Linked DNA regions of Mus musculus: regions 2, 3, 4, 5, 6 and 7 are each linked to region 1. A link is a contact called in public ChIA-PET, HiChIP or PLAC-seq and promoter capture Hi-C data. All regions are on one chromosome and are shown on one strand. The core of a region is the stretch at or near the end of the contact, and the rest is flanking DNA. Distances in the headings are between cores, read along the strand shown. Region 1 holds the start of Oga (O-GlcNAcase). Region 2 holds the start of Mfsd13a (major facilitator superfamily domain containing 13a). Region 3 holds the start of Trim8 (tripartite motif-containing 8). Region 4 holds the start of Sufu (SUFU negative regulator of hedgehog signaling). Region 5 has its middle 26 kb from the start of Tlx1. Region 6 has its middle 28 kb from the start of Lbx1. Region 7 holds the start of Kazald1 (Kazal-type serine peptidase inhibitor domain 1).

What was found. Promoter capture Hi-C pulls out the DNA fragments that hold promoters and counts their contacts. ChIA-PET counts read pairs in DNA pulled down with a chosen protein or histone mark. HiChIP or PLAC-seq counts read pairs in DNA pulled down with a chosen protein or histone mark.
Region 2: a contact with region 1 is called in a promoter capture Hi-C map of liver, with 2.9 times the contacts expected there. The contact joins the promoter of Mfsd13a here to the promoter of Oga in region 1. A contact is called at or near these places in 8 of 39 promoter capture datasets (3T3-L1-derived adipocytes, embryonic stem cells, hippocampal neurons and 4 more), 1 of 484 Hi-C or Micro-C datasets (embryonic stem cells) and 2 of 115 datasets of contacts at active chromatin or transcription factors (microglia and pancreatic cancer cells).
Region 3: an RNA polymerase II ChIA-PET map of memory CD8 T cells shows a contact between it and region 1, with 126 read pairs. The contact joins the promoter of Trim8 here to the promoter of Oga in region 1. A contact is called at or near these places in 2 of 39 promoter capture datasets (liver and stem cell-derived epiblast-like cells), 2 of 484 Hi-C or Micro-C datasets (both in embryonic stem cells) and 2 of 115 datasets of contacts at active chromatin or transcription factors (embryonic stem cells and memory CD8 T cells).
Region 4: an RNA polymerase II ChIA-PET map of memory CD8 T cells shows a contact between it and region 1, with 44 read pairs. The contact joins the promoter of Sufu here to the promoter of Oga in region 1. A contact is called at or near these places in 4 of 39 promoter capture datasets (the C10 cell line, liver and stem cell-derived epiblast-like cells), 1 of 484 Hi-C or Micro-C datasets (embryonic stem cells), 4 of 115 datasets of contacts at active chromatin or transcription factors (cardiomyocytes, memory CD8 T cells, pancreatic cancer cells and 1 more) and 2 of 9 other capture datasets (liver and pancreatic islet).
Region 5: a contact with region 1 is called in an H3K4me3 HiChIP or PLAC-seq map of bone marrow-derived macrophages, with 5 times the contacts expected there. The contact joins the enhancer-like site here to the promoter of Oga in region 1. A contact is called at or near these places in 1 of 39 promoter capture datasets (pre-B cells), 1 of 15 datasets of contacts at CTCF or cohesin (the NIH/3T3 cell line), 3 of 115 datasets of contacts at active chromatin or transcription factors (bone marrow-derived macrophages, large pre-B cells and neural tube) and 2 of 9 other capture datasets (embryonic stem cells and macrophages).
Region 6: an H3K27ac HiChIP or PLAC-seq map of embryonic stem cells shows a contact between it and region 1, with 7 times the contacts expected there. The contact joins the enhancer-like site here to the promoter of Oga in region 1. A contact is called at or near these places in 2 of 39 promoter capture datasets (the C10 cell line and hippocampal neurons), 7 of 115 datasets of contacts at active chromatin or transcription factors (acute myeloid leukemia, embryonic basal ganglia, embryonic stem cells and 4 more) and 2 of 9 other capture datasets (embryonic stem cells and pancreatic islet).
Region 7: a contact with region 1 is called in a promoter capture Hi-C map of pre-B cells, with 4 times the contacts expected there. The contact joins the promoter of Kazald1 here to the promoter of Oga in region 1. A contact is called at or near these places in 15 of 39 promoter capture datasets (the 3T3-L1 cell line, 3T3-L1-derived adipocytes, the C10 cell line and 10 more), 3 of 484 Hi-C or Micro-C datasets (the G1E-ER4 cell line, embryonic fibroblasts and embryonic stem cells), 9 of 115 datasets of contacts at active chromatin or transcription factors (astrocytes, cardiomyocytes, effector CD8 T cells and 5 more) and 2 of 9 other capture datasets (adipose tissue and embryonic stem cells).

The regions. Positions count from the first base shown.
Region 1 is chr19:45,781,407-45,785,008 of GRCm38.p6, reverse strand. Oga (O-GlcNAcase) reads left to right here and starts at 1,456. Exons shown (of 16, transcript NM_023799.4): 1 at 1,456-2,077. The coding sequence starts at 1,879.
Region 2 is chr19:46,354,752-46,358,165 of GRCm38.p6, reverse strand. Mfsd13a (major facilitator superfamily domain containing 13a) reads right to left here and starts at 1,286. Exons shown (of 9, transcript NM_029186.2): 1 at 1,182-1,286.
Region 3 is chr19:46,499,758-46,503,566 of GRCm38.p6, reverse strand. Trim8 (tripartite motif-containing 8) reads right to left here and starts at 1,919. Exons shown (of 6, transcript NM_053100.2): 1 at 554-1,919. The coding sequence starts at 1,123.
Region 4 is chr19:46,395,525-46,399,117 of GRCm38.p6, reverse strand. It overlaps Sufu (SUFU negative regulator of hedgehog signaling), which reads right to left and starts at 2,222. Exons shown (of 12, transcript NM_001025391.2): 1 at 1,834-2,222. The coding sequence starts at 2,015. It overlaps Actr1a (ARP1 actin-related protein 1A, centractin alpha), which reads left to right and starts at 3,377. Exons shown (of 11, transcript NM_016860.2): 1 at 3,377-3,488. The coding sequence starts at 3,441.
Region 5 is chr19:45,174,726-45,178,285 of GRCm38.p6, reverse strand. No RefSeq gene overlaps it. Among named protein-coding and RNA genes, the nearest start is that of Tlx1, 26 kb to the right of the region's middle. Within about 2 kb of position 1,770, at least 92 of the 459 cell types and tissues checked have an H3K27ac peak or open chromatin away from gene starts, as enhancers often do. A contact at or near this core is called in bone marrow-derived macrophages and macrophages, where this site is marked.
Region 6 is chr19:45,206,577-45,210,165 of GRCm38.p6, reverse strand. No RefSeq gene overlaps it. Among named protein-coding and RNA genes, the nearest start is that of Lbx1, 28 kb to the left of the region's middle. Within about 2 kb of position 1,260, at least 73 of the 459 cell types and tissues checked have an H3K27ac peak or open chromatin away from gene starts, as enhancers often do. A contact at or near this core is called in acute myeloid leukemia and embryonic stem cells, where this site is marked.
Region 7 is chr19:45,073,809-45,077,561 of GRCm38.p6, reverse strand. Kazald1 (Kazal-type serine peptidase inhibitor domain 1) reads right to left here and starts at 1,475. Exons shown (of 5, transcript NM_178929.5): 1 at 1,326-1,475; 2 at 349-898. The coding sequence starts at 880. It overlaps Gm35782 (a long non-coding RNA gene), which reads left to right and starts at 2,453. Exons shown (of 4, transcript XR_877888.1): 1 at 2,453-2,540.

The DNA of each region.
Region 1 (3,602 bases), core at 207-2,706:
GGCCCTGGCATTCCCCTGTACTGGGGCATATAAAGTTTGCAATACCAAGGGGCCTCTATTCCCAGTGATGGCCGACTAGGCCATCTTCTGCTACATATGCAGCTAGAGACACGCGCTCTGGGGGTACTGGTTAGTTCATATTGTTGTTCCACCTATAGGGTTGCAGACCCCTTCAGCTCCTTGGGTGCTTTCTCTAGCTTCTCCATTGGGGGCCCTGTGTTCCATTTTATAGACTGTAAGCATCCACTTCTGTATTTGCCAGGCACTGGCATAGCCTCATACAAGAGACAGCTATAACAGGGTTCCTTCAGCAAAATCTTTCTGGCATATGCAATAGTTTGACTACTTTCTTAACATTGAACATGAGAGGTTTGTTCCCAAACAGGGCAGATTTTTTTTTTTTTTTTTTTTTTTTAGTCTTTTTGAGACAGGGTTTCTCTGTATAGCCCTGGCTATCCTGGAACTCACTTTGTAGACCAGGCTGGCCTGGAACTCAGAAATCCGCCTGCCTCTGCCTCCCAAGCGCTGGGATTAAAGGTGCGCCACCATCGCCTGGCTGGCAGATCCCTTAAGGAACCAAAATGTCAAGTGTACTCTGAGGCAAGCCCTTAGAGTACAGGAGGCAAGCCCTTAGAGGCAGGGTTTCCTTGGAAATGCTGATGCTAAGGCTAAAAGGGTCATGTCCCTTACGCACACCGCACACTCTCCATCGCCATAACAAACTCGCCTTCCACTCTCTTCTACTTTTATTAGACGTTTGTTTTCCCTGTGCTTGGAATGCAGTCTTTCTTCTCCATACGTAGTCTGGTGAATTTCATACCACAGCCTCTCCCAAAACAAACGTAGGGCTCAATCAGGCAGAGACGTAACAGCAGGTTTTAACCATATTATGAGGTCATAATGGTCCCAACAGCCCAGGATGAGGCAAACTCAATAAAACAGTTGACTGCTCAATTTAAAACACGGTTAACTCCGAAGACAGGATAGAAGAAACAATGAGTCAGGACAGAGGCGTGAGCTGAGCTCCTTGGCATGGTGTCTTCACAGAAGCAGACGTGGGTCAGGCAGCCCCGATGAGCCAAACTGGTACAACAATCTCCAAAGTAGGTCAGTGTCTCCTACCACTTTAAGAACTAGAAGTATCGTCCCGGCGCCTGCGCATTGAGAGGGTAAACACCTCCTTTCCGCCCCCCCCCCCCCCCTTCCTCCCAAACTCCCCGGCCGGCCGCATTCTCCCATGTTCCCCTCCTCCGGGTGGGGTAATGGTCCGACCCAGAGTGTGGCGCTCATCCCGGAGGGTGGCGAGCCAAAATGGTACGTCCCACCGCCGCACACCTCCGCGGTGTTCACGGCGCCCTTTGTCCTTTTTCTCCCCTAGCAAATAAAGCGCAATGGGCTTATCCCAAGGAAAGGCGGGGGAGCCGGGCTGGGGACCGGTCTGAGCCGGTCTGTAGCGCAGGCGCAGTGCGGATAAACAGGAAGCGGGCGGCAGAGGCAGCGGCAGGAGCTGCTTAGGGACTCCGGTGGGGGAAGAGAGCCGGAGACGCCGGGCTGTCCGGAGGGCGGCGGGCGTGGAGGACGAGCGAAGGCGCCTCCTCGGTCCTCCTTCCGTGGAGACGCGGCGGCTGCCTCGCCCTCCGCTTAGGCTCCCGGCTCCCAGCGCGGGGCGAGGCAGCGGCTGACAAAGGGCTCGAGCCGGTGCCGCCGCCCTTCTCATCCGGGCACTCCGGGCCCCCGCCGAGAGGAAGGGGGAAGGGCGGAGGGGGAGGGGAAGGAGCCCCGGAGGCGCGCGTTCGGAGCCGCGGCCCCTTTGCAGGGCTCCGGGCCTTTGGCCCAACGGACCGAGGCCGAAGGGGAGCGGTGGCCGGCGGCAGGAGGATGGTGCAGAAGGAGAGCCAGGCGGCGCTGGAGGAGCGGGAGAGCGAGCGCAACGCCAACCCTGCCGCCGCCTCGGGGGCTTCGTTGGAGCAGTCGGTAGCTCCCGCCCCCGGAGAAGATAACCCATCGGGAGCCGGGGCTGCGGCCGTGGTCGGGGCGGCCGGAGGGGCCCGCAGGTTCCTGTGCGGTGTCGTGGAAGGTGAGTTGGCCTTCCAGTCCCGCGTAGGTGTTCAGCCTCCGTCCCCGGGAGGGGCGTGCTGGTGACTTTTCCCGCAGTTCCCCGCCCCCAGGACGGGAGGCGTCCGTCATTGCTCACACGGGGTTACGGGGAGGAGACAGACGGTGGGCACACTTCTTTACCCTCCGCTATGTCACGGCTTCGGCGACTCCGGGCTATGGAGGAGCCTGACCCCACCCTCCTCTGGCTTAGAGCCACACAGATTTGTCGGAGGAGGAGGCGGTGGCAAGGAAGGAGCCTGTGGTCCGGCTGTGGGCTTCACTTCTTTGTACCTTGGGATCTTAGTCCGCAGAGATGCCTGCTTTCAGTTGAAATTTGTGCAGCGCTCCCATCCCCCGCCCCTATCCTTGTAAGGGGAAAAAAAATCAGCCCTCACAGGCACGTTTTTACCCGTGAAGGAGCGCAGTCAGCTTATTATATTACAGATTCCTTCAGGCTTAGGAAATTGTTTTGTTTTTATTTTTATTTATTTATTTTTGTTAGCCTGTAAGCCTCCTTCACCTCTTAAGACTCACTTGTAGCCCAGAAAAGTATCATCCTTTAACAATTGCTGTTTTTTTGACTTGGGAGTGTGTGTAAATACCAGTATATCATATCTCAGAGCATCTGTTATGTGGAGTTAGAATTCAGTGAAAGTCTTAATTTCTGTCTTCTCATTTACAGTTGAAAAGGACGAGGGCGTTTTGATAGTAAGGGAAGATGCCGGAAGATCTTAATTACAATTTCTGAAATAGAATGGGTGGATACCGAGCTCAGGAAAGCTTAGTTCTTCCCTAAGCACTCCGTAATTTGAGTTTTCTTATGGATTTTTTTGTTTGTTTGATTTTTGTTTTGTTTTTAGTGGCAAACTCAACGTTTTCTAGTTTCTTTCTCTATTATTATTATTATTATTACTGGGGAATATAAAAACTAGTACTCAGGACTGAAGAGATGGCTCAGCGATTAAGAGCTCTTCCGGAGGTCCTGAGTTCAATTCCCAGCAACCACATCCATGGTGGCTCACGACCATCTGTAATGAGATTCGATGCCCTCTTCTGGTGTATCTGAAGACAGCCACCGTGAACTTGTATATTAAATAAAATCTTGTTTTTTTTAAAAAAACAAACCAAAACATTTTAAAGACTAATACTCAAGCCAAAAGGGATAAAGTTAGGTTGGCCTCCTGGTTGAGAGCTCCAGCTTTTCCACTGTCATGGAAGACCGAGGTCGTAGGTCTGGTAGTTGAGAAAGGTTAATTGGAGGGAGAATATTCTTGGCAGGAAGACATGGAACAGCAGGGCAAAATTTGGGGGAGCACCGTTGTTCCTGGAGCCCAGATTTATGAAAACATGAGTGCTTTGTGCGTTATACATACTGGGCTTGCTGGAGTACAGACATTTTTAGGGGGAAAAAAGTGGAATTTTTTTTTTTTAAAGACATCATCACAGTTTTATTTCTGACAGAAACCATGGGTCTGAAACGGGTTATACAGAGTGCTAAGATCTTC
Region 2 (3,414 bases), core at 37-2,536, 570 kb before region 1:
TCCAAGGTTTCTGGGAGATTAACAACAGGAAAGATTGGCCAACCGCAGCAACCTCTGGTGACAGAGTACAATTGAGGGAGGAAACCAAGGAGTAACCGGCTGGGCCCGGAAGGAAGACTATCAGGAGGAGGAGGGTAGGCGGTTCCCACTCCCTTCAGGAGGGAGCCTGTAGAGACCACAGAGGGGAAAAACTACTAAGTAATACTGTATGTATCAGCAGTGCTTGGGTCAAGGATGAACGCTATCCTCACGTAGCCACAAAACTTGTTCCCACGTCTGTGGAAAAAGCAAATCTGTTTGCTGCCTGTCCTGCCAGTATCGAATGAGCAGGTGGAATTTCAAGTCATAATAACAAAGCAAATACTAGGCGTGTCATTTTCTCAGCAAGCTGCTGACTGGATTGTTAGCTGTTTCACTCCCTGGTCAGTCTCCGCAGAATGAAGGAGCCCGCAGGAGAGTTGTTGAAGGAGCCCGACTCTCTCCCGCGAGTTAACAGGTTCACCCTCCTCGGATGGAAAATGGAGTTTTCACCCATTGCCAGAGGGACTTTCTCGGTCCTTCACAGGATTTTATGGTGGCACGAAAGTGTCAGAGCCGACTCACCTCAGAATCGCTGGCCACTTCTAAGTCTCTGAGGAATTAACTGGGAATCAACCCAGGAGCTTTCTACTCAGAAACACGTGTAGTGGTTTTCATTTCGTTTGCACATTACCTGAAGAGCTAGCTATTCTAGAACACCTAGGCTCGGACCTCGCTCAGACCTCTAAAATTGGGATCTCTGGAGGTGATGCCCAGCATCTTTTAAACTATCCAGTGGTTCTACTCTGCTACCAGGTTTAAGGGCCACTAGGTCAATGAGTGAATCCCGGCCTGAACCATTGCATCCATGAACTCAGATTCCTCAAGGAGCAACCTGGACGGTGCATCCCCTTTTCTTACCCCAACAGAGACCTTCAGCGGGGATTCTACACTTGCCCCTTGGTCCCAATTCCTCCTGACCCCAGAATTTTCCAATCCATAATCTGGCACCTTAAGGAACCGCGCAAAGTGTCCCAATGACTCAAACAGCGCAACGCATTCCCGCCCCACCCTCGGGCTGGTCCTTTGTATCAGATCAGCCCCGGGGTCCGGCCCGCTCCTCCGGGACCGGAGAGGTCCTGGGCCGTGGGCCAGCAGCTCACCGCAATCCTGGCAGACGATGCCTAATTCCGCGGCAGCGGGGGAGCCAGGTGCCAGCCAGTGCGCCTGCGCGCTAGCAGCCTTGGGCTTCCCCAGTCTCTCCCTCCGCCCCTTCCCAGCTATTGGCTCCGCACGGCTCTCCCGATAGCAGCTCGGGCAGGTGACCGCGCCTGAGGCTGTCGCTGCCATGTTTGTAATGGGCTATTTCCCTTAGGGACCCAAAAGAAAACGGGCATCAGGCAACAGGGGCAGGTTGCCTGGATTCCTGAAGTACTTATCTCCTCTCTCTTACCTCCACGAAAACTGTCATTTCAGCTCAAAGCAAGTTCCTCTTGGGGACTCTCCCTTCTCTTCCCCGATCCTAATTTCAGAAGATGAGAATTTAGCAGAGACTACCTACGGCTGGATTGTGAGCCTGCGAGTGCAAAGTCCAGCTTGAGCTGTGGGCATGAGGAATCAAAGGAATGGAGAGCCAGGGCAGGAGATGGTAGACACAGGCACTTGGCCATTAACCCACAACCCATGCTGCCCGACTTCTTTGTAGTGGTAGTAATAAGAATTAGAAGACGAAGCCGGGCGTGGTGGCGCATGCCTTTAATCCTAGCACTTGGGAGGCAGAGGCAGGCGGATTTCTGAGTTGGAGGCCATCTTGTCTACAGAGTGAGTTCCAGGACAGCCAGGGCTACACAAAGAAACCCTGTCTCGAAAAACCTAAAAAAAAAAAAAAAAAAAAAAAAAAAAACAAGAATTAGAAGAGGAAGTAATGCCTGATTGTGCCTTTCTGAAATTCCTGTTGTTGTTGTTGTTGTTGTTGTTGTTGTTGTTGTTGTTGTGGTGGTGGTGGTGGTGTTGTTTTACGAGACAGGGTTTCTCCATGTGGCTCTAGCTCTTCTGGAACTCACTATGTAGACCAGGCTGGCCTCGAACTCCCAAAGATCTGATAATTTCCACCTTCTGAGTGCCGAGGTTAAAGGCATAGTCTGTAATTCTTGCTACATAGAAGGCTAGCCTGTGCTGAATACAGAGTGAATTAAGGGCAATCCGGGCACTTTAAACCCTATCTCAAACTAAAAACAAAAACAGGGCTGGCGATACACACACATAAAAGAACTGCTCAGCCACCTACTATTATGTACTTTGCAGGATAGGTGCACCGTTCCAAATGCCTCTTCCTCAAATTATACATGGGAAGTAGATGCTATTATTTCCACTTACAGATGAAAATAACCACTGGGTGCTGGTGGCGGCTGCACATACCTTTAGTCTTGGCACTGGGAAGGCAGAGACAGGTGAATTTCTGCTTTCAAGGCCAGCCTGATCTACAAAGCAAGTCCCAGGAAAGGTAGGGCATACAGAGAAATCCCATCTCAAAAACCAACCAACCAAACAACCAACCAAGCAAAAACCCTGAAGTTCAGAGAAACAGTCAATGAATTGTTTCTGTTTTTCGAGACAGTGTTTCTCTCTTTAACAGCACTAGCTGCCCTAGAACTCATTTTCTAGTCCAGATTGGTCTTGAACTCACAGAGATCTTCATGCCTCTGCCTCCTAAGGGCTGGGATTAAAGATGTGCACCACCGTGCCCAGCCTTCAACAAATTTCATACAACCAGATGCCCAACCAGGTTAGACCAGACTTCTCTGGAGTCTCAGAGGAGTCCTTCCTCTTCCACACTTACTAGACCTTTAAAATCAAGTCTGTATGGCTCAGTCCAGTTTCTAAGCAATCAAATAGGACCCGCTGCTATCTGTTTGGTTTCCCTACTGTGTTGGTTTGTATATGCTCGGCCCAGGGAGTGGCACTATTAGAAGGTGTGGCCCTGTTGGAGCAGGTGTGTCACTATGGATGTGGGCTGTAAGACCCTCTTCCTAGCTGCCTGGAAGTCAATATTCTGCTAGCAGCCTTCAGATGAAGGTGAAGAACTCTCAGCTCCTCCTGCACCATGCCTGCCTGGTGATAATGGAATGAACTTCTGAACCTGTAACCCAGCCCCAATTAAATGATGTCCTTTTAAGAGTTGCCTTGGTCATGGTATCTGTTCACAGCAGTAAAACCCTAAAACACCTACCCTGAGATATAAGGCAAGGAGTGCCTCTTTTGACTTTTCTGCCAAGGGACCTTCTTTTTGTTGAAACTGCTCCATTGCTTATGGGGATTTTGTAGGCATACAGGGAGAACTAGAGCTGAACATGACGAAGCCCATCTGTAGTCCAGGCACTTGGGAGCTGAAGGCAG
Region 3 (3,809 bases), core at 670-3,169, 720 kb before region 1:
CCCAGGCCTTGCCCAGCTAGATGCCAGAGTTCTTCTCTATCTCCGGAAGCTCCCCCCAACCCCCAGAGTGTTTCCAGTAGAGCTGAAAACTAACATGGCTGCTTTGTTTACTTCCTCATTGGTATGCCAGCATCATGGATCATGTCAGCCACAGCAGCGGCACCAGGACACTCATTACATAAACAGCAGCTGGAGAAGCAGGACCGGGGTCACTGCCTTGGTGACTTCCCGTAGAGCTTACAGAAACAATGCGGGGGGCGGGGGGGGGAAACTGCGCAAAACAGAAAAGCAACACTCCAAACTACTTCTAACAGCCTCCCCCCAATTCCATAAATGACTGAAGGAGAGATCTTAAGGGCGCAGGTGCGAGAATGCATCCAGCAGCCAGGGCCTTTCCCCCAGGACCTTGCCCCCCAAACTTTTACGGAAGAGTTTGGAAGAGGGCCTCTAGGCTAATGTCACGAGAGTCAGCTTGTGCGGATGGGTGGCTCCCAAGTCGTGTGTGTGTGTGTGTGTGCGTGTGCGTGTGTTCGCACGCGTTCAGTGTACTTGCCCGTATCTCATTCCTCCGTATCTCCACGTCACACACCGAGTGTCCCTGATGCGCGCCGCTGTAGTAGCAGCAGTACTGGCACACAGCCACCTGCTCGGCCTCGCAGTGGTACAGGCGGTAGGCGTTGTGCTGCGGGCAGCTCCAGGCCCGCACGTCGTCCGCCTCCACCAGGAGGTGCCCGCGGGCGGTGGAGGGCTGCTGCAGGTGCGTCTGCACGTGAGACTGGCAGCAGGGAGCCTCGCAGCGCAGGCAGACCTTCTGTGCCGGCAGCGGGGGGCCGCGGCGACAGAACACGCAGTGCAGTGCCGTCGGCGGCTTCTCCACGTGCAGGGCGTTGAACTTCTCCACGATGTTGGTGAGCTTCAGGTTCTTCTCCAGGCCCGGCTTCTGATTGTAGGCCTGGTTGCACTCCGGGCAGCGCACAAGGCCACTGTCCTTGGCCCAAGCCTCGCCGATGCAGCCCCGGCAGAAGTTATGTTTGCATGGCAGCTGCACCGGTTCCACGAAAACGTGCAGGCAGATGGGGCAGATGAGCTCCTCCTCAAAGCAGTTCTTCCAATTCTCCGCCATGGCGGCTGCGGGCAGGGGGCCCGGGTAGACCTCTCTAAGTCCCCAACCCTGGGGATCCGTCTGGTACAGCTGGGGACCCACCGAGCCCGGAGCTCCGGTCCCCGCCGGCCGCGCCAGTCGCTCAGTCACCAGCGCCTTCCGCGTGCCCGCCCCCCAGAGGAGGGAGCCTGGGTCCTCGCGCCGCGCGCGCCGCCGGCTGCGTCTCCTCCTCCTGGCGAGTGGCTAGCGGGAGGCGGCGGGCTGCGCCAGGGCCGCGGCCCGGGCACCAGCCCTGGAGGAGAGCGCTGTGGTCCAAATTCCATATAACAGGCCGCCTCCGGGGCAGCGCGGCTAGGGCAGCGGCGGCCCACGGCCTGCGCTCGGCCCCGCGGCTGACATCGGGGCGCGCCCCGCGGCGCACCGAGCGGGGGAGCCGCACTCTTCCTTTGGCGGCGACAGTGGCTACCTTCTGGCTGGTGCGAGCCGCGCCTTCCTCGCCTGGATCCCGGCCGAGGTCCGAGGGGGCACGGGAAGCTAGTTCGGCCGCGCCGAGGCTGGCTAGAGCCGGAGCCGGCGAGCAAGGCGCGCCAGCGGTCCCCGGGCCGTGGCGCAGGCGTCCCCCAGCTGGCCGGCCGGCTGCGGGTGGCAGGGCGCGGGCGGGCCGACTCCGGGGCGCTGCGTGCGCGCTGGGGCAGTCATTCAGATGAAATTCCAGTCCCCGGCCAGAGACACCAGCCCGCCTCTGCCTTCCTCCTCCCTTCACAAATAGAAACGGAAGGGGGAGGGAGAGAAGTGGAAAAAAAAAAAAAAAAAAAAAGGCAACCAGAGAGGGAGGGAGGGAGGGAGGGAGGGAGGGAGGGAGGGAGAAGCCCGGGAGGTGCTCCGGCCTGACCCCCTCGTCGCTACTTCTGCGCTCCCTGGAGGCCCCGCGCAGGGCGCCCCCGCCGCGGAGAGACCCCACTCCCTGTCCCCGCACTGGGCGGGCGCCTCGCCTGCGCTGAGGAAAACAAGGATTGATCAAACTAGAAAGGAATTTTTCTCAACTGCTAATGAACAGGAGGCTCGGCTCCCGGCCCTCCCCTCCCCCCGCCCGGCCCTCCCCCTTCGCCCCCCCACCCCACCCCTCCCCCCCACTTTCTTTTCTTCTCGGCCTCTGCTCCGGCCTGGAAGGCTCCGGGCTGCGGTCGGAGCCAGCCTGCGGCGGCGGCGGCGGGGCCAGGCCGAGCCAGCCGGGCCGGGTGCGTCCTCAGCGCCCAGCCATCTTGAGCTCCCAGCGGCCGCGGTGGGGACTGGGGGTCCGGGCGCGCGCTTGAGGGTCCTGTAGCTCGCTTTTCCACCCTCCCTTTGGTGGGATTTTTTTTTTCCTCCAAGGGGAGGGCTGGTGGTCTCCAACAAATTAGGAGAGAGAGAAGGAGAAAAATGCCAAGTCTTGATTTCTCTCTACCTCTGCTCCACCCATCCCGATCCTTTCCAAAAAAAAAAAAAAAATCTTTTAAAAAGATTAAAATTGGAAGAAGTCGGCAGAACGACGAGCGCCTGCTGCCCCCAGCGCTGCCCGGGAGACGCGTCCGGGGCGGGCCCGCGCCCGTCGCTCTGTCCGTGGGTCCGTTTGTCCTCCCGCAGCTTCTCAAGTGAGGGGAGGGCGGGCACTCCGGGCAGGGTCTCCGCTGCGGCTGTCGCTTCAGAGCTTTATCCTTAGATCAAAAAAAAAAAAAAAAAAAAAGAAAAAAAAAAGAAAGAAAAAAGAAAAAAAAAGGGGGGAGAGGAAGAAACCACCCCCCAGCCCGAACACTCATCACAGCCACCTTCAGCCATCTTGCGTGTATTATTTCAAGAATAATCTGTTTAATAGAAATAGCTGCGTCTCTGGCCCCCTTCTCCGCATCCTGGGGTCCCGCCCCCTTTTAATAATAATCTCGATAATAAAAATGATCAGCGGGCCGGGCAGTTAGAAGCTGCTTTTTTTCTGTCTCAGGTCTCTCCGCTTTCTTCCCTCTAAGAAGGGACACTAGGGGCTCACGCTGGGGTTGGGGGTGCGGCCCGCCGGTCCCCGCCACCAGCGCAGCGAGGAAGGGCCTCTCTCGCCTCTGCCTGGAGCAGCACGGGTGGGGGAGAGCCTCGGCCCGCGGGACCCACTGACGGGGCACACTGGGCACACTGTCTCCGGCCCCGGTTCGCAGCTGCCCCGCATACAATGGGTTCGAAGCAGAGTGAAGAGGGCAAGATGGGGGCGGGAGAAGGCAGGAGGATTGCGGCGCTCGGGGCTCCCGGATAAGGGCGATAGAAGAGGAGGGGGGAAGGGGTGTCCCTACATCAAGGCTGGTCCCGCTACTCGGAAAGGGGGCGGGGAGACGGGCGTTGGGGGGGGGAGGCGAGGAGAAAGCGGCAGGCGGCGCCTTTAATCAGCACCCGCTGGCTCAGCCCACCCGGTACGAGCGAAATAAACGGGGAGGGGGGAGGGGAGGGGCGTACTTTCCGGAAGTGCTGTTACAGATGCTTTGATTCTTGGCCCCGCCCCTTTCCCCTGTCTGGAATTAGGGCTGTTCCTGAAACGGCTTAGGCTATTGGTCCCTAAGGCGAGACCCCTCCTCTTTGAGGCGTGGCGAACTTCGTGCTCTCACGTGACTTGCACTAACTTCGGTACATTAAACATTGGGTGATGAGGGAGGGGCTCTAGCCCAGCTCCTTAAAACGGCAATAATGCTGC
Region 4 (3,593 bases), core at 973-3,472, 610 kb before region 1:
ATAGGAATAAACTTCAGTATCTCAATTCTGCAACTCCCTTTGAGTCTTAGAAAGAACCAGTTCCTAAGCTGGTTCCTCTTAGATTCCTGCATCTAGGTAGCATTTCTTACTTCACAAAGTGTTGTACATGCCTTTTCATTTGTTACCACATTCTGGTCTACTTCTGGGGATACAGCCTCACTGAAAGCTTATAACAGAAAGAAAATAGTATAACTACCCTTGGTCTTTGCTTCCATACCTCTAACAGGCAACTCTGTCTTGATGACCATGTAGGTGACATAAAACCAGGTGCCCCCTATTCTGCACAGGGACTTTCCCTCACACTTAAACAAGATCAGAGCAAACAGTATGGCAAGGTCAGCCCCGTTTTTCTCATGACATGGGACAAGTTCATCACAACTAATACAGAGGTGCCATTGAAATGGGTGATTAAGTTAGCAAGAGCCACTACCCACTCAGAAGCAATCTTCAAAACACTAGTCAGCCAGGAACTAGGCTGCCCTGCACAGATGCCTTGCCAGCATGGCTCCTGGCTACCCGGACAGGCTGGTCCCCAGACCCTCCTGGCTGTCAGTTTCCTTTGCATTATTATCCCAGTGACACACGGGGGGGGGGGGTAACCTCAGCTCTCTACAGCCCATCTCCCATCTCCAGAGGCAATAAGAGGATGCCACATAGGAAAAAGATTCAGCTTTAAAGGGTGTGTAACCTGCAAAGGCATCCCTCACTTCAGGACCACCATTTGCCAATACCCCAAGGCAAGGAACTTTTCAGGATCATACAATACAACGACTGCCTGCCTGAATGTGGCCACCTCTGAATCTATTTTTGGTTCAGAAAGACCACAAGGACTTGTCTCATAACACCTGTTTTGTCTGAAGGCTGACTGAAGAAACAGGATGCAAAAAAGAATAGGAGACGAGAAAGTGCCATTTCTACCCCCAAAGACAGCCAGCCCATTTGGAAACTGATCTTTTACAGGGCATCTTTAAACTTCGGCTGAAATCACGAAGACAAGACAGAATGCGCTTCTTCATTCCTCCTGCCCACTCAGGTCTCTGTCACGCACCTGGTGGCGAGCTATGATCCCCTTCAATCCCGAGCTAATGCTTGGCTCTCCCGAAACCTGTTCTTAACTAACGTCCTAAAGCTAAAGCAGCTGCAAAGCCAGAAGCAAGCTCTGCAGAGAGAAAGAGAACTGTGCAGAGTAAGCAAAAAGTTTATCTGGAAGAGCTGCTCTGTCAAACTTCAAGAGCAACAGCTTCGCACTGAATGACAGAAGCTCCTGCGCTCGGGAAGGTCCCGAAAGAAGACTGAAAGAAGGCCTCTCCTCAACTCTTCCCTCATCAAAGGCACAATGCCCTCATCTTGCTCCCTCCTAACCCACAGGGGCGTCCTGGTTCCCGGACCGCCCTAGACTACGCGGTCTTGTGCCCTCCAAAGCCCTCTCAAATGCTCTCCAGGCCCCGCCTCACTCCCCCCCCCATCCCACCCCAGCCGCCCCCTGGCTCCCCCAAGCCCACTAATGACCCACCACAGGCGCCCCCTCCTTTCTCCACGTTTACAGTTCGCTCTTACAGTCCCCCCTCCGCTTCTGTATACACCCCCAGTTCTCGGTTGTCCTAATCCGGGTTAACCCCTCACTACTCAAGGGATCCATTAACCCTTTGTCCCCATTCCCAACTTCTGTCCTAACTCCTTCCACAGCACCAGGAAGCTCCTGGTTCCCCAGTACTTAAACCGTTTTCTTCCTCCCCCTTCTGCAAATTACTTCGTCCCGGGTGTTCGAAGCTTTCCCGGCCGGACCCCGTCCTCCCGAGGCCCAGAGCATACCAGTACTTGACGATAGCGGTAACCTGGAGCGGGTTCGGCTGGTCAGGGTAGAGGCGGCGACACTCTCCGTAGATGGCGTGCAGTCCCGGGGGAAAGAGTGAAGCAAAGGCCGGAGGGGCACTAGGGCCAGAGGCCGGGGGCGCGGCGGGACCGGGGGCGACGCTAGGCCGCAGCTCCGCCATTGGGGCGCGTAGGGCGCGCGGAGAACCCGGGAGGGTAGAGGAGGGAAAGCGCCCCTATGGGCCAGCGGACCCACTGTGGATGAGACTCCCCGAGGCGATGGGGGCTACGGCGAGGTCTAACTCCGCGCCTGCGCACGAGGCTCCGTCCGCCCAAGCCGGAGCCTTCAAGACGTCGGCCAGAGGATGCTGTGGGACCGCGGGGAGCTCCAAGGGGCGGGGCGTCAGCGTGCCCTTTCCTGACACCTATTGGCTAGTGTCTTTGCCAGTCACAAGTGGGGAAGGCGTGACTTGACAATAGACTCCGCCTCCCTGCCCCTGGGTTGGGAGCGTCCCAAGGATCTTGGCCTCCCCCTAGTGTTAGGAGGAACCCAGTTTAGAACAGAGACTTGGTACCTTGAGGCGCCAGGGTCCTATGAAAGCTCTACACAACTACTAAGAAGCGCTTAATATTGTTTTACTAATACACAATTTTAAGATAAGCTTGACAACTAATTCATTAGACAGTATGTCATTATTATTAATGTTACAACTCTAATATTTCTTGGAACTATTGACAAAAAGGGTAACTCGAAATGTGCCTGGGGAAAATGCCTGGCTGTTTTAAAAAAAATTTACCTATTCTTTCTCTTCGCCTGGATGTTGTCATCCATCAAGGTCAAGAAAAATAATAAAACAATTTCTAAACCTTTAGATGATATTTTAGGCCCGTGGTTTTGTGGCATCCAACGTACAGGTATTTTTTTATAACCTCCATTGGCTTTTGCTTCATGGGTTTTGTCTTGTTTTGCTTTTTGTTTCATTTTTTTGTTTTTCGGGACAGGGTTTTTCTCTATAGCCCCTCGCTGTCCTGGAACTCTGTAAACCAGACTAGCCTCGAAAGAGGTGGGATTAAAGGCTTCCAGCACCACTCCCGGTGCTGCTGGGATATGTGTTGGGCAAGCATTCTACCACTGAGCGACAGATGTTTATTAATGGTTTGTATTGCCCAAGTGAAGGAATGGCTGAGAGATAGAACTACTCTGTAAAATTCAACCGCCCCTGAAGTACTGACAAATCCAAACCCAACTACTCACAAGTACTTCAGACTCCAAAATTTAAGAGTGTACTGGAAACCCCTTCGAAGGGATCTCAAATCCAGTCATGCAAGATAATCATCAACACTGTGGCTCTTTAATCTACAAACACTACAGACCCCACCATGTGTAGGAAATACACTGTCCAATCTCCTAAATCCGATCGGGCTGGGACCCGGTTTGGAGCGCAAGCCCTGGGGCAAAGAATGCTGGGGATTGTAGTTCCTCCGAGGCGAGGTCGGGCGGCTCCCTGGATGCCCAGTACCGGCGACTAGACTGCGCATGCGTGTCAGTGGCGTTTGCTGCGGACCGGGCTGGCAGTTCCTTCCTCGGAGGGAAAGATTCCTCTGCCATGGAGTCCTACGATGTGATCGCCAACCAGCCTGTTGTGATCGACAACGTGAGTAGCATCTTTCCTATCTTTAAAGGGACTGTGTTCTCCTCCAGGAAGGATTGTTTCCGCGGTTTCAGCCTAGGCCGCCAGCTCTTTGTCACTGGCTCGGCC
Region 5 (3,560 bases), core at 521-3,020, 610 kb after region 1:
ATGTGGTTGTTGGGAATTTAAATTCAGGACCTCTGCTTGCTCCGGCCTAAAGATTTACTTATTATTATATCTAAGTACATTGTAGCTGTCTTCAGACACACCAGAAGAGGGCGACAGATCTCATTACGGATGGTTGTGAGCCACCATATGGTTGCTGGGATTTGAACTCAGGACCTTTGTAAGAGCAGTTACACTTAACCGCTGAGCCATCTCTCCAGCCCCCAGCACTGCCTTTCTTATCTCAGAGTCTCAACTTGCATCCATAAACCTTCCAAGGCGAGTCTTTGATGGTAAAGGGAAGAAAATCATGGAAAGCCTGGGAATATGTCCTCCTGGAACACCTGGTCTTTCCAAACATTTATAACAATCTAGTTCTTGGCACTTGTTTCCTGGATGGAGGCATGTGACCGAAGCCGGTCAGCAGGCCTCATTCTATAATTTATCTACTTTAATTTTATGTGCATTGGTGTTTTACCAATTGGTGCATGCATGTCTGTGTGAGAGTGTCAGATCTGGGACTTACAGACAGTTGTGAACTGCCAAGTGGGAGCTGGGAATCAAACCTGAGACCTCTGGAAGAGCAGTCGGTGATCTTAACCGGCTGAGCCATCTCTCCAGCCCCAGCAGGCTTCGTTCTAAACCGTGTCTGCCTAAGATCCTCTCCAAAGCCGCGTGGACAGAGACCATACATCACACATCTCTAACCCAAGAAAAACCTTTGTGGGAGACTCCTCCTTCCTTCTGTGTGGGAGTGGCTGGGGGCGCGGCTGGGCACCAGCTTCATGGATGCGAAGCCCTCTTGGCAGAGGATGTTTTTCTAGGAGACAGGCCTTGTGGATGTTTGGTCCAGTGTGCGCGCGGGGAGGGGTGGGGGTGGAGGACAGTGAAGAGATAAAAGAGATAAGCGGTGCGGGGGAATTGGAGCTGTTCTGAGGTGGTAAGTTTAGAGAAAAAAAAATCCGGACTGTAAGAGAGAACACCATAGCCAGGCTGTTAGGTACGGTCTGTTCTGGCACACACACTGAATTTAGCAGGAATTGCCCGGATTCTACATCACCCTCTGATTTCCTTGAGTGTAAATAATCAGTCCCTAGTGGAGAAGCGTTTGGCAGCTGTGGGGAAGAGCCCAGGAATCGCCGATGACAGGGCACGGGCGCCCTCTTGTGGCTCGTTAAAGTGATGGCAGCCTTGAGCATGAGCGTCCTCATAATCTTAGGAAGCTCTTTTTGTTTGTTTTGTTTTTTCGAGACTGGGTTTCTCTCCTGGACTCGTTTTTTTTGTAGACTAGGCTGGCCTCGAACTCACAGAGATCTGCTCGCCTCTGCCTTCCGAGTGCTAGGGTTAAAGGTGTATGCCACCATACCTGACCGTTCTCACCAGCCGTTCTGCCATCGCCTGATGAAGACAAGGCCCCACCAATGCTTTCATCCTCCTCCGACCCTCAGGTGCCCCTAATCTCAAGACCTGGCAGAAGCCATGTTTGTGCAGTAACACCGCTTCTCTTGACTCTGGCCATCCCATGCGATCGTCTGTACCAACGGATCATAACTTTCTCAGGCACCTTGCTTTCTTTATAAACATCCCTGGAAGAGAGAGGGGCAGGATAAAGAAAACTTAAATGGATACAAGATGAGGAGGGTGGGTTCCGGACACACCCTCATCGAAGCCTTAGTGACCTCAGAGCTCCAATGACCAGGCAGCCACATTGTCACTGTCCTAGGGAGAACGTCTCTGAAGACCACAAACCCGGAAGTGACGGAGGCTTCCCTCCGGAAAGCACCACATGACTCTGCAGTATTCCTTCACACCAACAATTCCTCATTAGGAAGTTATATAACCACAGAGTGTTGGTTCTGGGTGTGGCCACAGACTGGCAGCGGATAACATGACTCAGCGGGGAACCCCATGAGGCCATTGACCATGATGCTAAACTTAGCAGGGTCAGGGAACACACAGCTGGTCTCTATCTCTCAGGACTTTGCCTTTCATAGGGTTTTCATAAGTAACCCTGGCCTCTCCCTGTCGGAAGTTCTCTCATTAGTCATCTGCACCAAGGGATAGTGATGATGGCGGCCCCAGAAAAACCCCAGGCCTTCCACCCCTTTTTTACACTTCCAAGGCACTGGGAAGATTCTTAACTGCCTGGTTTTGCAGGTGAAGGAATTGAGACACAAGGAGTCTTAATAACTTCTGTCTCCCCAAGCCTCGTTGTATTCTCACACAACTCAGACCTTGTATAAAAGAGTATCGAGTGAGCCTTCTATGCCTTTGTCACCTGTCATAGTTTGCTTTCTGTTGTGTGATTAACAGCATGACCAGAAGTAACTTGGGAAGGAAAGGGGTTAATTTCACCATACATCTCACAGCTGTCTGGGGGGAGGGGGAGGACTCAGGCCAGGGACTCAGGGAAGGGACTCAGGGAAGGGACTCAGGGAAGGGACTCAGGGAAGGGACTTGGAGACAGGAGCAGAAGCAGAGACCACAGAGGAAGAAGTCTGCTTACCGACTGGCCTCCCATCAATCACTCAACTTAGTTTTTTCAAACAATCCAGGACAAAATGCCCAGGGGTGGCACCACCAATGGTAGGTTAGGCCCCCTCACCTTTATCAAAAAAAAAAAAAAAAAAAAAAAAAAAAAAGCCCTACACAGCATCCCCTGCTCTCTGGAGGACCAGTGCTGTTATTTCTGGGTATTTCTTTACAGATTTTCTATCCACGTGAGGATGTACGTGTCTCCTCTCCATAGAGCACCTGCCCTGTCCCGCACCATATCCTAAACCAGACAGCAACTCCTGAGTAGTTCCACAGCAGTGCGTGTAGAACCAGTAGTCCTTTCATTATGGCTGCCCGCTAGTGCCCCGACAGAGCTAATGTAACTTGTTTCCCGCTCTTCTAATGATGGAATCTGCCTCCCATCTTAGAAATCATTAGCAATATTCCAAATGAATAGTTCTGCATGCACTGTTCCACACACATGCATGTGGATCCAACCTTCGTACGTCTTTGTCCTCATGTGTTCCGCTTGTTTGCACACGTGTTTGATCATTCACTCACGAAGATTCTGAGGACACAGAGACCAAAAGTACAGGGTACCCTCCTGGAGCGGCGCGGCCTTGGGGGAGATGGTGAGAGGCGTGGAAGAACTGGCTTTCTCTAAGCTTCTAGATAGGTCCTGGCCTCATATAAATCACATTCTCCCTCCTACGATGCTGTACCCTTCTCAGGTTTTCTGTTCTATTTGTCAGTTCCCCTCAGGGCAGATTCTGAACAGGGGTTTTGGAAATATGATACTATGGACAGCGTGGGAGAGCGCCCCCTTGTGGAAAGGTGCCAGTACTGCATGCCTGTCTTTCCTGAGTCTTCCTCACTGACTCTAGGACCCCATTTTCCTAATGTGCTGAAGACAGAAATGAAGAGTCCTCAAATCCTGCTGCCTTCTACTAGAGGATGGAGGACAATCCTATACCAACACTTTTAAGGTACAAAATCAACAGAAGAAATATAGAATCGGAAGAATGTATATGTGTGGTTAAAAAAATGAAGGGCTAGTTGGAGATAAA
Region 6 (3,589 bases), core at 11-2,510, 570 kb after region 1:
GTTCTTCAGAGACTGGCAGAGGAGCCACCGGGTGGATAGGAAGGGCCAATGACTCATGGAGGCTCTTGTTTACATATTATCTCTCACCTGCTTCAGAAAGCTTTTGAAGTGGCGCCTAATTGAAGCCTCGGGTAGCTCGGCTTGCTGAGACCAGAGAGATCATGTCAGGGCTGGAGGCTGGCTTGGGTAAGGCTGGCACACCCGGGCGGGTACACTGCCCATGGAAGGAAGGCAGACCGAGCCCTGACTGGGCCAGGACGGAAGCTGGGAGATTCTCAGAAAGTCTGTGTAACCTGGGAAGATCGGTTTCGACACTTCCGGTTTGAGCCTGTTGAGTGTTTTGTTTGAGGCAGGGTCTAATGTTTTCCAGGCTGATCTCAAGCTGGCTGTGTAGCCAAGGAAGACACCTTGAAATTCTGGTCCTTCCACCTATACCTCCAAGTGTCGGGCTTACAAATACGCGTCACCACACACGCAGTTTATTAATGCTGGGCACCGAACCTGGGAGTCCAGGCTTCACACAGCTAGGCCAGCACTCTCCCAGTCAAGCAAGGAACATCTTTAGCCTCTGCTAAGGTTCTCTTTTTGTTTCTTTTGTTTTTGTTTTTCTGAGACAGGGTGACTCTGTGTAGTCCTGGCTGGCCTGAAACTCACTCTGCAATCTAGGCTGGCCTTGAACTCACAGAGATCCACTTGCCTCTGCCTCCTGAGTGGAGTGACTAAAGGTGTCACTATCTGTCAGGCTCTCTGTTGGGACACTTGTTAGCTATTCTGAGCCCCACCTGGCAGAGGCTTTGGTCTTTGTTCTTCAGGAATTTCCAACTTCTGGTCTCTAAGAGGGAAGGCCTTTCCTTCCAGGGTCTAGATGTCCCTGACCTCAGGCTAAAAGACTCATGGGAGGGAATCTTGTCTTATTTTAATTTACTTCTTTTTGTTTTGTTTTGTTGTTGTTGTTGTTTTTCGAGACAGGGTTTCTCTGTATAGCCCTGGCTGTCCTGGAACTCACTTTGTAGACCAGGCTGGCCTCGAACTCAGAAATCCACCTGCCTCTGCCTCCTGAGCGCTGGGATTAAAGGCGTGCGCCACCATGCCCAGCTTTAATTTACTTCTAAGCCTACCCCACACCAGCATGGTCTGCCCCATGACCCCCAGAGTAAAACTTGGAGGAATCCTACTGCTTCGTCTGCCTTTGTCTGGTAGCACTCGGAGAAAGAAGTCTCCGGTTCCCAACCCCCAGGGTCTTCTTAGGCTATGACGCGGGGGTGGGTGCTGAACTCTGTCTGCCCCTCCTCCACAATGCTTCCGGCCTCTTACCTGACCGTCCCCGACTCCTCCGGCTTCCATCAGATCAGGTTTCCTTAGGAGGCACACTGACAACTTCCAAAAGTTACACCAAGTTTTGGCAAGTCTGACTGAACCCCGACAGACTTTTCTGTCACATTTCCTTACAGCTACTTAAACCGCACTTTGCTGTGTAATAGAACACCTCCCAGTCGGGGAGCCGGAGGGGTCTCCCGCAGGCAGGATTCAACACGAAGACAGTCAGGAAAAGCAGAGGCTGGGGGTTTAGCCTACAAGGGTAAGTTCGTCACCCTGGGGGGTCGGGGAGATGCTGATAGAGAGGCACAGAAAAGCCAACTTCAGCCAACCAGGGTCATGGGGCGGAGAGGCGGAACGCAAGGCTTCTCTGCTTAGACGGTCACCACATCTTCCTACTCTGCGGAAGGGAAACCCAAACCCCATCCTGAGCCGAGGGACAGCCGGTAGGAGGTAAGTGGATAAGAAGACACGTGAGCATTGAGGGACTATCAGGGCCGAGCTGATGGCCTGAAGCCAGAGAGGGAGGGCTTTCCAGTAGTAGGTGAAGAACAGAAAGGAAGACCGGCGCTGCCCCGGGGACCCCACCCCCGACATTCTTGGAGTGTGAGATACATTAATTAAGGAAATAAGCTCTGGGTTAGGAGGGAAACGGCGGCTTGCAAGAAGCAGAACCAGAGAGGAGTGTCTACGGAAAGGAAATCGGGTCAGGAGAGACTCCCAGTCACAGGGTAGGAGGCTGTTCTAGGGGCTCAGAGCCAGGAACACAGCAGTCATAAACTAGGGTTTTTGCTCTGAAGTCTCCCTCTCGTCACACATGTGCCCCCCCCCTCCCTACGGTAGGACACTGAGCAGCTGGGAACATCATCTCGAGATGCATCTCAAAAGACAGGGACAGAAAGCCACCAGAATGTCACAAAAGTTATGTCCTCTGAGAAGGTGAGTTTGGAGGTCGGTTGGCCAGGGCGAGGGAGGAAGGAAGTGGGGGTTGGGGGGAGAACACTGGCCTGCAGCCTGTGCTAGAGAAGGAGCCAAGGCAGAGCCCATGCTGGGTGAGACCGTCCTGACTGTCCTGAGACATGCTTTGTAGACCAGGCTGGCTTGAACTCAGAGATCTGCCTGCTTCTGCCTCCCAAGTGCTGGAAATAAAGGCCTGCACCGGTTGGCTGAAATCTCCCTCAATCTCTTCGAAAAGAAAAACAAAAACAAACAAAAAAAAAACCATAAAACCAAAAATCAAAGCATTGCTTTGCTTTCTGTAGCTGTTCTAAAACCCTTAGAAGTGAGAAAATCAGGCTGGTGAGTTGGATCCCCAGGACCCTCACATGTTATCCCCTGACCTCAGCACCATGGCAACCAGGCTTGCCCTTCACTTCCCACCACAAACGGAGGAATGTTCTCTAAAAATGAGAAAACCGTCCTTTTGAGTTCAGAAGAGCTCCCACGACCGCTAACCCACGACCGCTAACCCACGACCGCTAACCCACGACCGCTAAGCGTCAGGTTGGGCACCTGACCACACACTTCCAGCTCTGAGCCCTGAAGTATGGACTCTGGAGAGGCAGCAGTGAAGGAAAGTCATACTTCAGCGGTGCAAGCCTGGCCGTACAGCGCCAATGCGAGCTTCTCATTGTTGGTCTTCATTTGCTTTAGTTCTATGGCCTTTGGGGACTTCTAGTACATTCCATTTTGAAATAACTTTTTGTGTTAGTCAGCTTAATACTGTGATAAAATACATAAAATACAACGAAAGTTGATATAAAACATGAATAATCAGCCAGGCGATGGTGGTGCACACCTTTAGTCCCAGCACTCAGGAGACAGTCGCAGGCAGATCTCTGAGTTTCAAAGCCAGCCTGGCCTACAAAGCAAGTTCCAGGACAGCCAGGGCTACACAGAGAAACCCTGGAGTGTGGGGTGAGGGGCACAAACACCTGAATAATTTATCTTGTCTCACATTCTTAGAGAATTTAGTCTCTTTCTGCCTGTGACAGTGCTGAGGCAGGACGTCACGTGGACATCACATGGACGTCACGTGGGCCTATGGGTAAGGCAGCACTGCATAGCTATGGGAGCCAGGAAGCAGAGAGAGCTGGCACAGGATACAGTCCAGGTGGGCACACCCCAAGGACACACCCTCTTTACCTGACTACCGCCTCCTAAGCTTCTGTTCTTTCCCAGTAGTTCATCAAATTATGTGCCCAGAGCCAGTGAGATGCCTTAGGAGGTTAAAGTACTGGTCATTAGCCCTGACAACTTAAGTTGGGTCCTC
Region 7 (3,753 bases), core at 226-2,725, 710 kb after region 1:
AGAAAACTGATAGGCGGGAGCCAGGGTTAACAGGATGCATCTCACAGGGCTCCAGCAGTCTACGCAAAGTTTTGGGTGAAGGGGGGTCCTTTCAGTTCAGACCCAGCTATTGGCTATGTGCCTGTTCCTTCGGAGGCCAGTCCCTGCAAGGACCTGCCTGGATAGAGCTCTTAGGCACCTCAAACCTGGCAACAAATCTCAACCTGCTTTTTAGTTGGCAGCCTTTGAGGCTCATGGTCTCCCTCAACTATTCATTCTGCTGACCACAGAGCAACGCTGTCGGGGATCCGGGAGTAGTGCCTTTGGGGAGCCAGGGTTCCTGGTACTAAAAGCCCTGGACTTGCGTACCCGATTCGCAGGGCCCCGGATGCACCACAGTGAGGTTAGCGTCCAGCCGAGCGCGGGCGGCCTCCTGCAGGCGACAGATCTGCGCGTAGGTTCGGCCGTCCGAACCACAGAGCGGGCGCTGCGAGCGGCAGACACACAGCGGCTCCGGCACCTCTCCTCGACTCAGGTCACCGCCCGCGTCCAGCCTGCACTCGAGCTGCTCGCCGCAGCGCCCGTAGAAGTTAGCGCTGGGGTCCAGATCGCAGAGCTGGCCCTCCAGGTTTGCGCATTCCCAGCAGCAGCCGCACGCATCCCGCACCCGGCCTGCTAGGCATCCCCGCGGCGCAGCGCACTCTTCTGGCCGGCAGGGAGCACAACCCTCGCCCTCGGCTAGCAGCCGCAGCCAGCCTCGCCGCAGGTAATCGGGGCCTGTGGACGGCCTCGCGCTAACGGGTAGCTGGGTCCACACCACCAGCAATAATGGTAGTAGCAAGGACAGCGCCAAGGTAGGTGCAGCATAGTTAGCTGGAAGCCCTGTGAACACTCGGGGCATCGGCGCGTAGGTGGCACCCTGCCAGGAGAGGGAAGCCAGGTCTGGAGGTCAGAGATAAAGTCAAGGCTGTATAAAAGCTTGATTCTATCCTCTGCTACCCTGTAGCCAACTAGAAGCCCTAACAAAGAAGCCTGGTGATTCCCAGGGGTTTATGCCAGTTGGTAATTGATTAAGCTGGTCTTGGGGACTAGGGAATAAAGAGAGAGTGTATCGGGGAATGATCACTAACACCCATGCAGGGATGCACACACCCATACACAGACATACGCGTATACACACACACACATGCATACATATATGCACGCGCGCGCGCACACACACACCAGCATCACCTCCAGAAACCACCCAACTCTGATGCATCTTTGCCCCAGAGATAGATAAAACTACACTTGATGTAAAAACTTCAGGTTGGGGTGATGGTGCTGGGGACATACCAGCGACTCACCTAGTGCCTTGGACTAGGCCCTTAACAGCTGGGATTTCCAACCTAAAAAAAAAAAAAAAAAAAAAACGGTAGGGAACGAAGAGTCGCATGCACGGCCAGCCAGACCCGCAGGCCACCCCTGCTTCTGTCAGGGGATCGCTGGCAGCCCACAGACTTAAGATTCAAAGAGAAACTCCTCCGCCTCTTCTCCCCGCCCCCAGATGTCGAATACCCGCCTTCTTCCCTGGCCCCGAGGCCGATAATTTTATCCAGTCTCACAAGGACCCTCCTGGGCCTTTCACTTCGACCCTAGCCCAAAGTCACAATGAGTGTACAGAGCCGCGTAACCAGACGCCGCCACTGGGAAAGCAAAGGCTATGAGAAGAGAATAGGGGTGGAATGGCCGAGGAGCTCAAACTGTTGGCTGAGCCTCAGGTCCTGTCTCATCTGATTTAGGTCTGGAGAGCGGCAAACAGCTACAATATAGAAAGAAGGAAAGGCTAAGAAATTTTACTCAATGTAAAATTGACTTCAACACTATGGGCGTTTCTGGAGGCCAGGCTCGGGGCCAGCTTCCTCTGGGCACGGTTTGCAGCTGTGTTCACCCAGTCTCTCCACTGGGGCGCAGACTAGACTATAAGCTTTTCCAGCTGCCATCCACATCTGGCTACCTCCCTCCCAATATAGGGCAGGTGCTTGAACCCGCGGAGGAGCCTGGTGATTAGAGGTCGGAACTGACTAGCGGCCGCAGCAAGGCCGGCGGGTGACTCCCCATAGGGCGTCTCTGGGCTCCGGATTACAGGTTGCAAAATTCGAGCATGTCGGGGCCAAAAGTGTTCAGTCTGGAGACCTCCGCCAACGCCACGGTGGCACTTTTGGGTTAGGGGCAGGAAGCAAAGCATCCCCGGAGGCCCGCCCACCACCCCGAGAATGGCAGGCCCCGCCCCCGCCGGCCCCCAAACAGCTTCCAAAAACCGCAATCCAAGCTCCTAGGAGGAGGAGGAGCAGAAGGAAACCGGGCTTTTAGGCAAGGGAAGGGTGGGGCTTATATAGGCCCCGCCCAGAAGGCGTCAGAGGTTCTGACTGCGCGTGCGTCCGCGGCCTGCGGCGGCTCCGCTCTACCCTGCGAGGAAGAAGCACTGCAGTCACCGCGCAGTTCTGACTTTGGCCGAGCCCTCCTCAAAGGAGCGTTCAGTCAGCAGAGACGCTGCCTCTGATCAGAGGGGTTCCGACAAGGTAGAAGAGAGCTGTACACAGGCAATCCCAAACTCCGAGGAGACGGGAAGCGAATTTCACGCGAGGTTTCGGGATTGTCGCGAGAATCCCAACGGCAAGCTAGAAAAGGAAAAGCCCGCGGCTTTTAAGCCAGGAAAGAACGAGGGCAGGCAGATTCCGATGGTGGTGCTAGGCAATCCCTTGGTTGGAGGACGCGTTAACTGTTGGCCTGGGAGCAGAAGTGAAGCGAGAATTGCAGGATGTTTTGGAAAAGGCGCGAGGAGGGCTTGCCTGGTGGAGGAATGGAGACACTCTAGGGGAGGTCCCTAGCTGTAACTGGGGGCGGTGATCGTTGCCCGATGTAGAGTGGGAGCTGTCCAGGTCTAAATGAGGAACTGTGAGCTTTCAGCCCTAGGAGCCACTATCAAAATCCCCAGCGTCAGGGTCCTAGACACGCTTTCCATCTTAATCGTTGCCGGCGTTTACTGTTAGTCTTCGCGCCTCTAGTAGGAATCACTGTGTCTTCTGTCTCTGTACTCCCCACCCCCACCCCCACCCCCCGCCCGAGACCGACTGCTAAGGAAGTTCTTGGGAAGCATTTGTGCTTTAAAAGTGAAAGACTCCCTGGTTCTGAAAGATGCAGTCACTAATGAGAGGCTAGGGATTAACTCGACGGAGAACGAGCGCCCTCTGGTGGGTTTGCAGCAGCTGCGACTCGTGACAATGCATACTGTCTATACTTTGAAAACGTTCTTACAGTAGTCTTGCGTTGCTGATGATTAAACCCGGGACTTTTAGAGTTAAGCCAGAACTGTTGTCACCGAGCAGTATCTCTGACCCAATAATAATATTTTAGAAAGGAGTTTGTTCGCATAGGGCAGTTTGAAAGCCTAGCTACTCCTGTCTCCAGGTGCTTCTTGTCCGGCACTTTATCAGGTGAAGTTCTAAAACACGTTAAGCAGCAACCGTGGGCACCAGAAAAAGAGTTACTTAAACGTTTAAAACGTTGACTCGGTTTGACAAGCTTCCTTTTTTTTAATTTTTTTACTTATATGAGTACACTGCAGCTGTTCTCACACACTAGAAGAAAGCATCAGATCCCATTACAGATGGTTGTGAGCCACCCTGTGGTTGCTGGGATTTGAACTCAGAACCTCTGGCAGAGCAGTCAGTGCTCTTAACTGCTAAGCCATCTCTCCAGCCCTAGCTTCCTATTGTTGAAGCAAAGGAAATT